5 separate regions of the Mus musculus genome follow, and all the other regions are linked to region 5. Evidence: chromatin contacts called from public promoter capture Hi-C data. All regions are on one chromosome and are shown on one strand. Each heading gives the region's core, a stretch centred on a gene start, on an enhancer-like site or on the middle of the called end of the contact. The rest is flanking DNA. Distances are from core to core; before and after follow the strand shown. Region 1 holds the start of Pwwp3a (PWWP domain containing 3A, DNA repair factor). Region 2 holds the start of Atp5d (ATP synthase, H+ transporting, mitochondrial F1 complex, delta subunit). Region 3 holds the start of Efna2 (ephrin A2). Region 4 holds the start of Ndufs7 (NADH:ubiquinone oxidoreductase core subunit S7). Region 5 holds the start of Mrpl54 (mitochondrial ribosomal protein L54).

What was found. Capture Hi-C pulls out chosen DNA fragments and counts their contacts.
Region 1: a promoter capture Hi-C map of liver shows a contact between it and region 5. The contact joins the promoter of Pwwp3a here to the promoter of Mrpl54 in region 5. A contact is called at or near these places in 1 of 39 promoter capture datasets (liver) and 2 of 9 other capture datasets (adipose tissue and liver).
Region 2: a contact with region 5 is called in a promoter capture Hi-C map of adipose tissue, with 3 times the contacts expected there. The contact joins the promoter of Atp5d here to the promoter of Mrpl54 in region 5. A contact is called at or near these places in 1 of 39 promoter capture datasets (liver), 1 of 484 Hi-C or Micro-C datasets (B cells), 3 of 115 datasets of contacts at active chromatin or transcription factors (embryonic forebrain, microglia and pancreatic cancer cells) and 2 of 9 other capture datasets (adipose tissue and liver).
Region 3: a promoter capture Hi-C map of liver shows a contact between it and region 5, with 4 times the contacts expected there. The contact joins the promoter of Efna2 here to the promoter of Mrpl54 in region 5. A contact is called at or near these places in 3 of 39 promoter capture datasets (cranial neural crest, liver and pre-B cells), 1 of 115 datasets of contacts at active chromatin or transcription factors (embryonic forebrain) and 2 of 9 other capture datasets (adipose tissue and liver).
Region 4: a promoter capture Hi-C map of liver shows a contact between it and region 5, with 2.8 times the contacts expected there. The contact joins the promoter of Ndufs7 here to the promoter of Mrpl54 in region 5. A contact is called at or near these places in 1 of 39 promoter capture datasets (liver) and 2 of 9 other capture datasets (adipose tissue and liver).

What each region holds. Positions count from the first base shown.
Region 1 is chr10:80,224,986-80,227,911 of GRCm38.p6, forward strand. Pwwp3a (PWWP domain containing 3A, DNA repair factor) reads left to right here and starts at 1,613. Exons shown (of 14, transcript NM_023431.5): 1 at 1,613-1,719.
Region 2 is chr10:80,140,791-80,143,940 of GRCm38.p6, forward strand. It overlaps Atp5d (ATP synthase, H+ transporting, mitochondrial F1 complex, delta subunit), which reads left to right and starts at 1,525. Exons shown (of 4, transcript NM_025313.2): 1 at 1,525-1,816; 2 at 3,042-3,150. The coding sequence starts at 1,676.
Region 3 is chr10:80,177,998-80,181,062 of GRCm38.p6, forward strand. Efna2 (ephrin A2) reads left to right here and starts at 1,485. Exons shown (of 4, transcript NM_007909.3): 1 at 1,485-1,893. The coding sequence starts at 1,766.
Region 4 is chr10:80,247,923-80,250,705 of GRCm38.p6, forward strand. It overlaps Ndufs7 (NADH:ubiquinone oxidoreductase core subunit S7), which reads left to right and starts at 1,527. Exons shown (of 8, transcript NM_029272.4): 1 at 1,527-1,569. The coding sequence starts at 1,554. n-TFgaa3 (a tRNA gene) reads right to left here and starts at 1,114; the gene lies at 1,042-1,114. It overlaps n-TNgtt7 (a tRNA gene), which reads left to right and starts at 1,237; the gene lies at 1,237-1,310.
Region 5 is chr10:81,265,523-81,268,276 of GRCm38.p6, forward strand. Mrpl54 (mitochondrial ribosomal protein L54) reads right to left here and starts at 1,404. Exons shown (of 3, transcript NM_025317.2): 1 at 1,251-1,404; 2 at 129-285. The coding sequence starts at 1,368. It overlaps Apba3 (amyloid beta (A4) precursor protein-binding, family A, member 3), which reads left to right and starts at 2,650. Exons shown (of 11, transcript NM_018758.2): 1 at 2,650-2,754.

The sequences.
Region 1 (2,926 bases), core at 363-2,862, 1.0 Mb before region 5:
GAATGGATCAACTGGCAAGTTGGTTAAACCATGAAGAGGTTACTAAATGGATGGGTTGATTAGTAAACGGCTAAACTGATGAATGGGTTGGTTAACTGGTGACTGGGTTTAACTAATTCCTTACATTACCATCTTTTGCTCACTGCTTCTGCTTCAATTGTGAACCTATAGAACCAACCTTGCTGAGAGACCTGGCCATCCCATGCATCCCACGGACACGCTCACACCACCCACTCACCCACATCCCCTCCACCACGCATAACCTCCAAGCTTATGCAGACCAGTAATGCTTGGTGGTGACAATGTGACAATCCTCACTTCAAGAGAATTACCTGAGAATCAGTGGCCTAGAACACACACACACTGCCCACTTTGGCCAGTGCTGTCAGGAGACCCTAGTACTGCCATCTAAGCTTCTGGGCCTGGGATTCCTGACCCCATGTCACTTGTGGCACAAGCCACCATCCTAATGACACCCAGGGTGCAGGCCCGTCATCTCACCTCTGTGGCCAACAACAACACTTGTTCTCCATCTGTAATAAGCACAGTAGAAAAACACTTAGGTTGGAGAGATGGCTCTTCCAGAGGATGGAGGTTCAAATCCCAGCACCCACGTGGCCCCTCACAACTTCCTGTAGTACTCCAAGATCTGATGGCTTCACACAGACATGCATGCAGGCAAACGCCAATGCGCATGAAATGGGAATAAGTAAACCATTTTAAAAAGGAAAAACAGTCATGAGAGACCAGGTCAGTGACATTGCTCAGGTGAGCAGCCTAACTGCCTTAGTTAAGAATTTGAGTGTGAACCTCACCTGCAGTGGTGGCACACGCCTTTAATCCCAGCATTTGGCAGGCAGAGGCAGGTAGAGTTTGAGGCCAGCCTGGTCTCTACAAAGTGAGTACCAGGACAGCCACAGCTATACAGAAAGATCCTGTCTCAAAAAAACAAAAACAAAAACATTTGTCGGCAGCCAAACTGGAAACTTCCAGTTCTAGAAAAGTCCATGGATACAGGTCCTGGATGCAGCCCCCCTCCCTCCCAGTCGCTGACTATGCTTGGGGACCTAGGTATGAGGCCATCTCACATTCTATTTTCCACTTCAGGACTTGGGCATCCTCACTGGATGGCTTTTTTTTTTTCCCACATAGGTGGGATAACTTCCTTCTGGGGTGGGAATCGGGTTACTTCGGAAGCTGGAAGGTACTAGAAGTCTGTGAGGAGCTCGTGAGGCCTTCGCCTTCCCAACCCCCCTCTGTCTTCGCATAGCTGCTCGCAGGCGGAAATCTGTCTGGAAAAAGGGCCCACTTTCCGTCTCAGGAACCATTGCAGGATGTAGGAAAACTGGGGCGTGGACTACGGGCTGAGGCGTGGTCTAGGGAGGCCGCCGCCGTCTGTGGGAGGGGCCATGATGTGAGCTCCATCTTCTTATTGGCCAGCAGCGGGGGGTGGGACTTGGAGCGGGCCTCCCGGTCTACCCTGCCTCGGGCCCAGGGGGAGCCCTCGCCGCGCACTCCACAAGTTGGGCAGGAGGGAAGGCGGTGGAGGGCGTGACCGATGGGCTGAGGCGTGGCCCGCAGGAGGTGGCGCGCTCTTGGGGGGCGGGGTCGAGGCGCAGGTACGCAGTTCCCATTGGGCGGCGGCGCGGGCGGGACTCGGCGCCGCTGTGAGGCAGGCCCCGCCCCTAGCCCGCGGGGATCTGCGCGGCGGCGGAGGCGGTGAGCGCGCGGGCTTGCGGCGGCGGTTGGCGGGCGGGCTTCCGCCGTTGGGACCGCCGCGGCCTGGTCGCTCAGGCTCGGACGCCGCGTCAGGCGGGCTGGGTGGGTGAGCCCGCTGCGGCCTGGGGAGGGCCGGGCGGGGTGCAGGCGGAGAGCCTGGGGAAGGGCGGCGGCTGGGCTGGACCAGCTGGGCCGCGTCCGGTTCTGCGCAGGGCCCACGTGCGGCCGAGGCCCCTGGGGGGCTGAGAACCTCGTTTCCTGGTGCAAACCCTGTGTTTCTGACCTAAGTCCCCTTCTCTGCAGCCTGAGCCCCATCCCTGCCGAGAGCCTCGTATTTCCGGCCTGATCCCTATCTTCTGCAGCCTGAACCCCGTATTTCCGGCCTTATATCTCTCTTCTGCAACCTGAGCCCCGAGTTTCCTACCTTATACCCCTTTTTTGCAGCCTGAACCCGTGTCCTTGCTAAGACCCCGAGTTTCCTGCTGGAGGCCCCTTATTGACCGGATACCTCGACCTCTGCAGTATCAACCCAACATTACACACATACACACACACACCCCGTGCCGCCTGAATCGTGAATTTACTGCTTGGTACCCTGTCTCAGCAGCCTGAATTTATGTCCTTGCTGAAAATTCTGGATTTCTTGCCTTATTTCTTCCCTTTGACCCCCTCTCTGCAGTCTAAGCCCCCAATTTGCTGCTCGAACCTTATCCCTGTTGTGAACTCTGAGTTTCATGTCAGAATCGCAGTCTCCGCGCCCAAACTCCCTCTAGCCTGACCTCCCATTCATTGCTGTAAACCCTATATTTCCTGCTGAACTCAAGTTTCTGCAGCTTGAATCTCAGTTCCTCTGTGAACCCCATCTTTGTTTCCCTACTGCAAACCCCACCTCTTTTACCTGACTCCTACCTGAACCTCTTTCTTTGCTATGGACATATTTGCTGCCCAAACCCCAGTCCTTGTTACCTGAGCCTCATCTTTTGTTGTCTGAGTTCCCATAACGCTGCAGAGCCCTTGTTATCTCCTGAAACCCCACCCTGCTTTAATGAACTCCCATCCTTGCTGGGAACCCTGTTCCCCCAACTCTGCTGCCTGTAATCCCTCTGGAAAACCTTTCCTGCTTCTACGATCCCTTCTACTACATAAACCCTTGTTTCTGCTGGTAGTTCCCTTGTTCCTGCCGTCCTTCCTGCTGCTTTGGTCCCCC
Region 2 (3,150 bases), core at 275-2,774, 1.1 Mb before region 5:
GAAGACTTGTCTGGTAAGGCACAGTGGCCATGGGGGTAGGAAGAGGACACTCACCACCGGACAAGCATGATCTTTCTAGCGTTGAGTTCTTACTTCATGGAGCATTTGAGTAGATATGGGATCCTGGGACGGGTATGGGTGTGTGTGTGTGTGTGTGTGTGTGTGTGTGTGTGTGTGTGTGTGTGCGCGCGCGCGTGTGTATCTGTTTAAGAGCTGGAGTAGGGAAGGGAATGGGGTTTCTAGCTGCCCACTGCCCAGGGAAACTGTCCAGATTATAGAGACTGGGAACTAGGTGTCTCTCATAGAGATTGATTAAGGCCAGGACTGCTGGCTTTTGAGCAGGTCTGCGTGCCAGAGTCTCTAGTTAGTAGAATAAGTTTGTAGTCTAGCTTGTAGTCTTGCATCTGCCAGGCTCTGGTTCAAGGGTGACCACGACCCTCTAGCTGCCAGCTGCTCCTCTAAGATCCAACAAAGCTAATGGCTTTCCTTCTGTTTGCCCCATCAAGCCTATGCCTGCATTTTCTGTGAACCTACGTGGTGGGGCATGGGGACCAAGAGCTGAGCGGAGGCCGGAACCTGCGTGAGTGCGGGGGCAGGGTGATGACGTCATGACCGAGAGCGAGGCTGCGCGGACAAGACTGGCGTCAGTGGGGCCCCTTGGCCGCCTGCGCACGGGCTCCTGCGTCAGTGGCACGCAGGGGCGGAGGCCCGCAGGGAGGGGACTGCGGAGAAGAGCGAGTACATCTCCAGGTTTCGCGCGCCCTCTGCCGCCATCCGGTGCACTTCTTTCCTGGCACGACCTCTCCCCAGCACGCACCGCAGCGGGCATCATGAAATTTAATTATTTATTTAGCAGCTTCTCATGATGTAGTCCTGGTTGGTCTCAAACTCATGGAGCCCCGCTTGAGTCTTCCTCCGGGGAGTTGGGATTAACTGCGCCTGGCATATGCATATATATATATGTGTGTGTGTGTGTGTGTGTGTGTGTGTGTGTGTGTGTGTTTCGAGATAGGATTTTTCTGTATAATCCTGGCTGTTGGCTGTCCTGGAACTCACTCTGTAGACCAGGCTGGTCTCAAACTCAGAAAGCCGCCTGCCTCTGCCTCCCAAGTGCTGGGAATAAAGGCACGCGCCACCACTGCCCATCTATATTTGATGCACTTTTGGAAATAGGTTGTTCCGAGTGCGGGGATTGCAAGAGTGTGTCACCGCACTCTACATTTTAATTCTTCTGTTCCAACACGTTACAGGTTTGCTTCTTCTGGGCCTCGAATGCTTGGCACCTGATATCAAGCCCATATCATTTCCGCGCAAACATTCCCCTCCTGAGGGAATATGTTCGTTTGCAGAAAGAACCGCATCCCAAGAACCCAGAGTCGTTTGCTGTTAGAAGGCGAAGAAAACTACAATTCCCAGAATGACCCACCCGGCATAGGAGGATCCCACTTCTAGGCATCACTGCAAGGGGTGGGGCCAAGGGAAAGTATACCTCCCAGAATGCTCAGCGCGTACTGCATCGCGCAGCCTTCGGAGAATCCTGTGCGCGTGCGTTCTTGTGGGAACTGCGCCTCCCAGAAGGCACCGCGCGTCGTCCTTCTCCCTCCCTGAAGGCCGCCTCGCTTGCCCAGTGTGTCGGCCGCCCGCGAAGCTAGAGTCCACTGACTTTTCCGCCACCATGTTGCCCGCCTCACTGCTTCGTCACCCGGGCCTGCGCCGCCTGATGCTTCAGGCGCGTACATACGCCGAGGCCGCCGCTGCACCTGCCCCCGCCGCCGGGCCCGGACAGATGTCCTTCACCTTTGCCTCCCCGACGCAGGTACGAACTCACATCCCCCAGACTCGTCAAGCCCCTGATCTGACCCGTGGAAGAGGTTCTCTTGTATTAGGTCATTTGTTTCATCCCCATGGGGCCCTGTGAACCTCCCCCCACCCCAGACCTCACCCCTGGATGGGGTCACCTGGACCCAGGGCTCGACCTCAGTGTTCACTGAAACTTCATGCTCCACCCCTAAGGGCGTCACCTGGACATAAGACTCCACCCTCTGGGAGGTGGATCACCTATATCTGGAACCCAGATTTTGCCTTCACAAACCCTTCTGTTTTGGGGTGTTCTAGGCTCTACACCTTGGTGGTGGTCACTCAGGCCCTGTCCTTGGGTGTTGTACCCGAGATTGATATGAACCCCAGGCTCTACTCAAGGCTTAGGTGGTGTCACTTGGAGCTAGGATGAACAATGGAGCACAGAGCAATGCCTTTGGGTTTTACATGGCTCACAGTTTCTACCCGTGGGGGATTCCCCAAGTCCCCAAGCTGTTGCCCAGATAGGGGTCACCAGTACCCAGACCTGGAGCTCTTGGAAATTGCCTGGACCCAGATCCTGAAGGAGATTTGGACTCAGAACAGAAGCCTGGCCACTGTTGGGGTCACCTGGGATTGACCGAAGCTCCTCATCCTGTTGGGTTTGCCTGGACCAAATATCCTTTTTTTTTTTTTTCTTTAAAGATTTACTTATTTATTGTATGTAAGTAAACTGTTTGTTTTCAGACAAACCAGAAGAGGGCATCAGTTCTCATTATGGGTGGTTGTGAGCCACCATGTGGTTGCTGAGATTTGAACTCAGGACCTTCGGAAGTGCTCTTACCCACTGAGCCATCTCTCCAGCCCTGGACCTAATATCCTTAATTGGATAGACCTTAGCCAAGGTTTTACCAACTTACAGCCATGCTATTTGTAAGCCTGGGTTGGTTTTACACTTTTGACTACCTCATAGCAACTTCCTGAGTGGTTGTGAGACAGCCTTTGGGTTTCTCAGAAACCCCATACCAGGGGCTGGATCAGCACGCTGCACTACACTGCATTGCCCTCTGTTTCAGTCACCTCTTCTAGACACTCTTTTAGACATAGACATTTCACAGGTGAGCAAGCTGAGTCTAATGTCAGCTCTTGGTAGTGTCTGTGTCCCATCAGAATTCCATCCTCTCTGTGCCCACTGTACAGCAGGCATGGGATAATGCCTACCCCATGGTGTACACTCTCTGCAGGTGTTCTTTGACAGTGCCAACGTCAAGCAAGTGGACGTGCCTACGCTGACTGGAGCCTTTGGCATCTTGGCATCCCATGTCCCCACACTACAGGTCCTACGGCCTGGGC
Region 3 (3,065 bases), core at 235-2,734, 1.1 Mb before region 5:
GAGCGACAGGCAGGCTTGGGAGGTAGAGTGGGGGACAGCCGCCTTTGTTCCTGTCCTCACTCTGGATCTGACCTTGAGACAACAGACAAGAACAGAAGGCAAAGCTTTCTGCTCAAATCCACTGGCGGCAGGCAGCTCTCAACTCGGTGGCCCCAGCATGCAAATGAGGCCTGGTGATGTGGCCTCCTTGCTAGGTGTCCTTGTGACTGGCCCTGGTGATTGAGAACCTAACAGATACAGTCTAGTAGATGAGACTACCCTCTTGGTTGCCCTCCCCATTGCAAAGGGGGTGCTCATGTCCCAGACAGGGCAGCTCCCCAACATTCACCTTTATGGGCAGAATGCTTAGACATGTGGCCCTGTGTCCTGTGGGTGCCACCAGGGCTTGACCTGGAAATCCCAGAATACCCTTGACAGCCAAGTTCAGGTCCCCAAGTAAAGCCGGGCCTACAAAGAGGAGAGACATATTTCAGTGGAGAGTGGGGACAGAGCACTTCCAGGTCTGGGTAAAGATTTCACATCTGTGCCCACCCAGTGTGTGTGTGTGTGTGTGTGTGTGTACACACAAGCACAAGTGAACACATGTTTATGTGTGTGGCATGTGGGGAACTTGTCACAGAAGGCCACATATCTAATTTCTACAGTGCCACCCTGGCCTTTTTGGTCCCAGGTAATAATAACACTGGCCAGCTTTAGCTTTTCCCAGTCCGCACACAGAAGGACATTTTAGAATCCAACTGCTCTGTGGTCCCCAACACCAAGCACAGGACCCAGCAAGTGAAAAACAAGCCAGCAAACCCATCTGGTTCACACAGCTCTGATCTAGGTGTTGTAGGGAAAGCCCTCCCTGAGCGAGCAAGCGAGCGAGTGTCCTTTCACCTGCCAGGAATTGGGGTGATTCCCAGAGTTCCTGAAGTGACTCCCAGAGGCCTCAAGGATGTACAGTCGAGGAGGATGGAAAGCTAGGAAAGGGTGACTTGGAACTTTAGTTCTTTTCTGCTGCGGTTTCATGTAGCCCAGGTTGGCCTAGAACCCTCTATGTAGCCGAGGATGACCTTGAATGTCTGATCCTTCTGCCTCAGCCTCCCGAATGCTGGGAGGGCAGGTGTGCACCACCACAACTGGCCTACGACTTCTTTGTTTTATCAGATCTGATCTGACACTGTAGCCTAGGATGGCCTGGAACTCGCGTCAATCCTCCTGCCTCAGCCTCCTAAGTACTGAGATGCCAGGCGCGGCGCAAACAAGCACTTCGCTACAACCTACCCAGGGTGGGGCCACAAAGCCCCCCCACCCCCGCACAAGCTCAGCGCTCTGGGGTCCCCTTCCCGATGCGGGAGGCTAGGGCGGGACCCTGGGGATCCGCGGCAGAGTCTGCGCGAGTCTGGCCGGGGCGGGGCCCGGGCAGAGGCTTGGAGGGTCCGGGGCGCGGCGGGAGGGGGCGCCCGCGACCCTCCAAGACGCTCCAGCGGGGACAAAGGCGAGGGGAGCCCCCGCGCCCGGGGAACCCGGGAGAGCGCCTTGCGCAGTGCACCGCTCGGGCCTCTGCCCCGCGCCGCCGTCGCCGCCGCCGCCGCCGCCGCCGCCGCCGCCTGGTTTCTCGGCGCCCGCGGTCTACGGCGGGGGCCGCGCGCAGAGGCGGGGCGGCAGATCTCCAAGCGCGCGCGGCGCTCCGCCCGCTCGGCGGCGGAGGCGGAGGCGGAGACGGCGGGGCCAGGCGGCGGCTGGAGAGCGAGGGAGCGAGCGCGGCGGCAGCACCGGGGCCATGGCGCCCGCGCAGCGCCCGCTGCTGCCGCTGCTGCTGCTGCTGCTGCCGCTGCGTGCGCGCAACGAGGACCCGGCCCGGGCCAACGCTGACCGATACGCAGTCTACTGGAACCGTAGCAACCCCAGGTGAGCTTGATTGGGGGAACCCCCGGGGACCCCAAGAGGCCCCAGCCCTGGGGATTGCAGCGCACGGACCTCCTCCTGAACTTCGGGGGTGCCTAGTATTCCCCCAAGAGCTCCTGGACTTTGGGGGAAGCCCTCTGCACCCTCAGACTCAGGAGTTCCTTCTCTGTACTTGCTTGGGGGACACCCTTGAACCCCTGGCCTCTTGGAGGAGGGAGCACCCTGGAGGGCTGAGGGTTTGGCAAATATCCCTGGGGACTTCCCTTCCACCCAAGGAATCCCCGGACTTGGCTCTTTTGAGAAGGTTCTGAGAGTCCTGTCTTTGGTTCTCCAGATGAACTTGGGGAAGTTACAAAATCCCCTTTCTACCCCTATGTTCACTCGTTCACTCCAAGGGGTGCTCCAATCCCCCAGACACTTTAGAGGAACAGAGGGGACCAGGCACCAAAGCGACGGAGGTCAGTTTGAGGGGTGCAGCCTAGGCTTATCGTTTTCCACCTTTGTAGCTGCGGGGGGAAACTGAGGTGCAGGAGCCAGGAGGGGCTGCCTCAAGGTCATGCCCAGAGAACTGGTGCTAGGGCTGGAGACCCTGGTGGTACCCAGCCTGCCACACCCAGCAAGGCACCGGGTCCTGCCTGTCTGTTTGGTGGCACCCCATGGGTCAGACCCTGCCAGGCACTGGGTACAGTCAGGGGACACAGCAGAAGCCACTGTTACAGGCTGAGTAAAAAGTTTACAGCCACTGACCACATTCTGGAAAGCATAGAACCTTCCGGGTCAGAAGGGTCTCAGAAGTGGGGGCATGCTGGAGGGTGTCTTGGGAGATAGGCTTTGGGGTTCCAAGGCTTGGGTGCAGTATAGATCGAGAGTCCCCATGTGTCCGAGGCTGGCCAGTGAGGAACTTAGTTGATGGATCAGCCAAGCTGCCCTCTTGATCCATCAACAGAAAGTTGCAAAAAAAAGGTGGTCTTTGAGGCAAGCTGTGGCACAAGGGCCAACAGTGTCTCTCGGTGGGAGTGGGAGCTCTCTGTCCCCTACCATCAAGGCAGAGCTGTGAGGTCAGCTCCTTTGGGCTGAGGGCAGGGACCCCAGGTCCTCTCAGCAACCTGGCAGGACCATCGCTCAGTGGGCCCCCTACCCCCACGGCCCGCCAGCTACACTGGTCACATGTGGGT
Region 4 (2,783 bases), core at 277-2,776, 1.0 Mb before region 5:
CTGGAAATAAGAGGCAGGGATAATGTGTGTGTGCGTGCTCATGTGTGTGTGTGTCTGCGAGTGTGTGTGCTCATGCAAATGTGCAGCATGAGCCATTGGTACCCATGCCTGGGACAACTTTCGGACTCCAGTTCTCTCCTGCCACCTTGTGGGATCTAGAGATCTAACTCAGGTCTAGCAGCAGTCAACTGCTTTTATCCACTGAACCAGTTCAGACCTTTATCATTCTCATTATCATGGTTGGCCTTGAGTTTGCTGTCTAGCCAAGGACTCCTAACTCTCCTGCCTCAACCTCCCCAGGGCTGGAATGACAGGCACGCCACACATGCCTTGTTTATGTGGTGCCGAGGTGGAACCAGGGTCTTCTGCGTGATAGGAGAGAGTGCTCACTAACCACCTACATTTATTCATTTTACTTTATTATTTTATGTGTGGGTGTTTTGACTGCATGCATGCCTGGTGCCTGGAGAGATCAAAAGAGCCATCAGAGACCCATGAATTGGAGTTTTAGAAGGTTATGGGATGCTGGGAATTGAATTCCCATTCTTTTGAAAGAGGAACCAATGCTCTGCTGAGCCATTTTAAAAAAATGTTACCTTTGGGAGGCAGAGGCAGGTGAATTTCTGAGTTCAAGGCCAGCCTGGTTTACAGAGTGAGTTCCAGGACAGCCAGGACTATACAGAGAAACCCTGTCTCGAAAAACCAAAAAAGAAAAAAAAAAAAAAGTTACTTAACAACATCATTACCAACAACAATAATAATTTTGGCTTTTTGAGAGGAAGAACTTGTCCTCGTACACATCCTCCTGCTTCTCTGGGGTGCTAGTCTGACAGGTGTGTAAACAATTCACCCCGATACTTTTACATTTCATAGTCAGTAATGGCTTTAGACCTATTAATTGGAAGAATGCAGGACTGATTGCTAATATGTAAATAGAACGTAAAAGTTCAACATTGGATTGGACTAATTCAAGACTGTGGTTCAAAACGAATCAAAAATCTCAAAAACGGAAGACAGGTTCATCAATGAGTTAAAAACACTTGCCGAAACCCGGGATCGAACCAGGGACCTTTAGATCTTCAGTCTAACGCTCTCCCAACTGAGCTATTTCGGCGACGCGCTGTTTGTCGGTAACACCCTCCCTCCGCCCCGTGCCATTGCTTTAGCGCGCAAGCGCACTTCACAATTTGTCTGTCAAACCTTGTAGGGTTATACTATAAGCAGCTGACTAATGTCGTCTCTGTGGCGCAATCGGTTAGCGCGTTCGGCTGTTAACCGAAAGGTTGGTGGTTCGAGCCCACCCAGGGACGACCACAGCGACTTTTTCATTCCCTAATACTGAATAAAGTGGAAGTTCTTTATTTTGTCGCTGTTTCCTGTTTGTCACAGGACGACCGTGGCGCACTCTGCGCGGACGCGACCACAGGTATAAAGCGGGTCAGAACCACTCGGCTTGTGGTGCGGGTTTCCGCTGGTGTCTATTTGGGCGTTGGACTAGAACCGGAACTCTTTGGAGGACGGACCGCAGAGGTTGTCTGAAGGCCGAGGCCAAGATGGCGGCGCTGGCGGGTGAGTGAAGCCCTTGCGGTCGGGAGAGTGGCGTAGTCCTGGGCTCCGAGCTGGCGCTGCGGGGACCTTGGAGCCCAAGCCTAGTGTTGAGAGGCGTTGGGACCGTAGAGACCTATAGGTCAGATCCCAGCCCTCGGTAATGTCGGTGTCTAGCATTAGGCCGAAGCATGTTTGAATTCACGTTACACAGTTCTGCATGGTCTACATAGCAAGTTGCAGGCCTCCTGCTATCGTCCCTGATTATAGTCGGGAACGCTGAGGCCTGTGTATCTTCCAACCTCAGGAAGCTGACTGCAGAAACCCGGCTGATGTCCCCGAAGCACAGAGTGGGACAGGGGAGAGGCCCAGGACACTTAGGCCACCCACCCGGTGGCTCTTTCCATCTCATCCCCAACCTGGACAGCTAGCAAGGGCCTCTAGAGCAGATGTCTTAGTTTCCCTGCCAAAGCTTTGGTGTCTTTCTCTTTATGTACAGGGATTAAACACCTGTGCAGTTTGGTAGACGTGAGCGACAGTTGCTAAGTGGAACCTCCCATCGCCTAGCAGGTTGCAGTGTTAACATAAGGAGTGGGAGAACTCAGGAAGTCGGGTCTAACTCCTTCTGTGTTTTGTTGTTGCTTTGAGACAGTGTCTGATGGGTCCTAGCTCAAACTCTATACTGTGGGTGATCTTGAAGGCTTCATCCGAATGCCTTCACTGCTAATGCTGGGATGGCAGGTGTGCACAGTCAAGCCCATTTATACAGCACCAGGGATGGAACTAAGAGCTTGGTGCATGCCAGGCAGGGACTCTGCCAACACAACTCCAGCCCCAAATGCCTGCTTTGGAGACAGGATCTCATGTATAAGAGGCTGACTTTGAACTCCTGATCCTCCAGGCTCTGACCCCAAATACTAGGATGACAGACTTACTACTATACCCAACATTATTTTTTCTTTTAAAGATAGGGTCTTCCTGTGTGGCCTAGAGTCATATCAAACTCATGTTCCTGCTACAGTCTCTCATTGCTGGGGTTACAGACCCCACCACTGTACCCAGCCCAGCTGTGATGTAGCCCCCTTGAAGAGTGGAGGGCTTGGTGATTCGTGGTGTTGACTGCTGGCGCCTGAATTCACTCAGGCTCAGCTGTGATCTTGCTGGTGACAGTTAATAGACCTTACTGTGGTCCTATTTGAAGGAGAAACTAACACCTTAGAGACAACAAGGAGGATGTT
Region 5 (2,754 bases), core at 154-2,653:
TACTCACTGGCATCCAGAACCACCCATGACAAGGGTAGACGAGCACAGCAGGCCTCAGGGGGCTATCCTGGAGCCCCATGTTCCTGAAGGCTGGGTGTCAGGATTCCTATGCAGTGTGGTACACTCACCATGTGGGGTACTCGGAGTCTGCCTTCAGGGCCACATCCTGGCCTTCCTTGTAGATGTTGACCCCCATGGCATGTGTGGTGAGCTGAGTGGGGTCTGTGCACACCTCGGGGTCCTTCAGGGCCTCAGCGGCCACGCCGCCCTTGCCGCCCTTGCCAACTGCACAGTGAGAGAACGGGACACTTCAGCCTGCCCAGCTCTGCCCTCCTTCAACCCTCCTTTGTGTGGCCTCCAACAACCAACAGCCCCAGCTCTCTCCATGCATAACAGGGTCCCTTGTTATGGCACAGACCTGTCCCACTCCCGTGGGCCCTGAAGGCCCAGCCCATACTACACAACCCCTCTTCCATTCAGTGATGTTGACATGGTGGCACATGCCTGGCATCCCAGCATTCTGGAGCTGAGGCTGGGGAGTCATAAGACCCTGTCTCAAAAAAAAAAACAAAAAACCAATTCTGAGAAGAGAGAGATGGCTCGGTAACTCTAGGCCAACTTGGCAACATTTTTTTTTTTTTTTTTTGAAGACAGGGTATGTCATGATGTAGCTCTCCTGGAACAACACAAAAAAGTAAACACTAAAAATATTTTTGAGATGGGGTCTTCCTGGCAGGCCTGGAACTCACAGAGATCACTCTGCTTCTCTGCTGGGATTAAAGGTATCACGTTCGCCTCAAAGCGTAATTTTTAAATAATTTTAAATAATGATTATCACGGGTGTGTACACTGTCACAGTGCTTGTGGGATTGGTCATCTCCTTCCCTGCTTATGTGGGTCCTGGGGATCAAACTCAAGGCTTTCCAGGCAAGCACCTTGCACAATGAACCAACCTGCCCACCCACATTACTTTTTAAATTAAAATAATGACAATAACTTAGTTGATGTTGGTTATGTTTGGTGATTTACTCAAAGTTGAAGCGTGACACCCAGCCTGGTCCCGCCCTGTCCCACAAGGGCCGCGCCTGCGCACTGAGCGTAGAGGCTAGCGGCGCACCCGCAGGCCTCACTACGCTAGCACGCACCGTTTGGCCTCCGTAACGCTGCGCCTGCGCAGTCAATCCTCAGAACCCCACCTCCCCAGCAGCGCTCCGGCCGTACCCACTTTGGTTCCTTCGGAGCCAACTCACCTGGCTTTTTAGCATATTCCCGGATAGAGAATCCTCCAGGTCTTCTGAGGACCGGGAGCGCCCGGGGATGCCAGCGGGCCCACACCCGGGAAGCCCGGAGGAGATGGGCGGCCGCCATGACGCTGGCCGGCCGCTCGCACGTGCAGACTTCCGTGTTACGTCAGCCCTCCAGATCGGCTTTGGAGGTGTTGGAGGCGCCGCGGCCTTCTGGGAAATGTAGTCTTTAAAAAAAAATTTGCCCGACTAACGACTAATTTTAACTTCTGTAGCTATCGACCGTTCAAAGAATATTTCATTAAATTCTTGCCCCCAGTTCAAATGGTGATGGCACACCTTTAATCCCAGTACTCTGGAGATACAGGTAGGAGGATCTCTGAATTCAAGGTTAACCTTGGCTACTGCTTGAGTTCCAGGACAACCAAGGCTACACAAAGAAACCCTGCCTCAGACGATGATGACGACAACAACAACAAGTATTTAGATCTTTATTTACTTTAAATGTCACAGCAAAATCATGCTTATATCCCTTGTGGAATTTTTGAAAGCTTAAAAGTTAGGACAGTCAGTTGTGATGTGGAGGTGGAGGCAAGAGAATCAGGAGTTTGGGTCGATCTGTCCTACACAGCAAGTTTGAGGTCAGCCTTGGCTATATGAGATCTTGGCTTAAACATATGGGTAGCTGAGAATGATGGGAGTGATGAACCCCAGCTTAATCCCCACACTTGGGAGGCAGAGGTAGGTAGATGCCTGTGAGTTCCTGGCCAGCCTACTCTACATAGTGATACGTATGTGTTCTATTCACTAATAGAAAAAAGTGGGGTTTGGTGATTGGGGCTTCGTAGCAGAAATGGAGGCTGGATGCACACAGGAAGCTGAGGCAGGAGGATCAGGAGTTTGAAGCCAGCCTAGGCTACATGAGACTCTCAAGAATAAATAGACTAGTACTAGAATCTTCTAGACTCATTGCTAACAAACCTAACCAGGTGAACTCTTTTTAGATCACACAGTTAAGTTTAGGAATTATCATTGTCCCTAATCTATATGTAGGACCGTGATGCAAATTCCAGTGTCAACTCAAGTCTAGATTGTACCGTTATAGATCCTTACTGGGATACAAAGTGGAAGTCCGTCCTCAATAACTTCCATTCCCACTTTTCCTTTGCACTCCAAATTTTCAAGTCATGGCTCTCTTTACCATCCCTGGTTTCTGCCCATGTCCTACCTCAGCCGTTACACTCTGAAGTGATGCAGAACCCGATTTTAGAAAAGAAAAGCCAGTTTGAGCCTCGCCTCCGTTCTTGTAGTCTCGGGATTCGAACCTGAGCTCTACTATCTATACTGCAACACTGGCGAGTCCCCGGAAGGAGAGAGAGCGGACTCGAGGACTACATTTCCCAGCAGGCCGTTTGAGAGTGTGTATGCGCAATAGTCCTGGATGGTGCAGTGACCGATGATCCGGTTCCAAAGCTGGGATCCCAGAGAGCTGCTGACTCTTCTGGAAGGA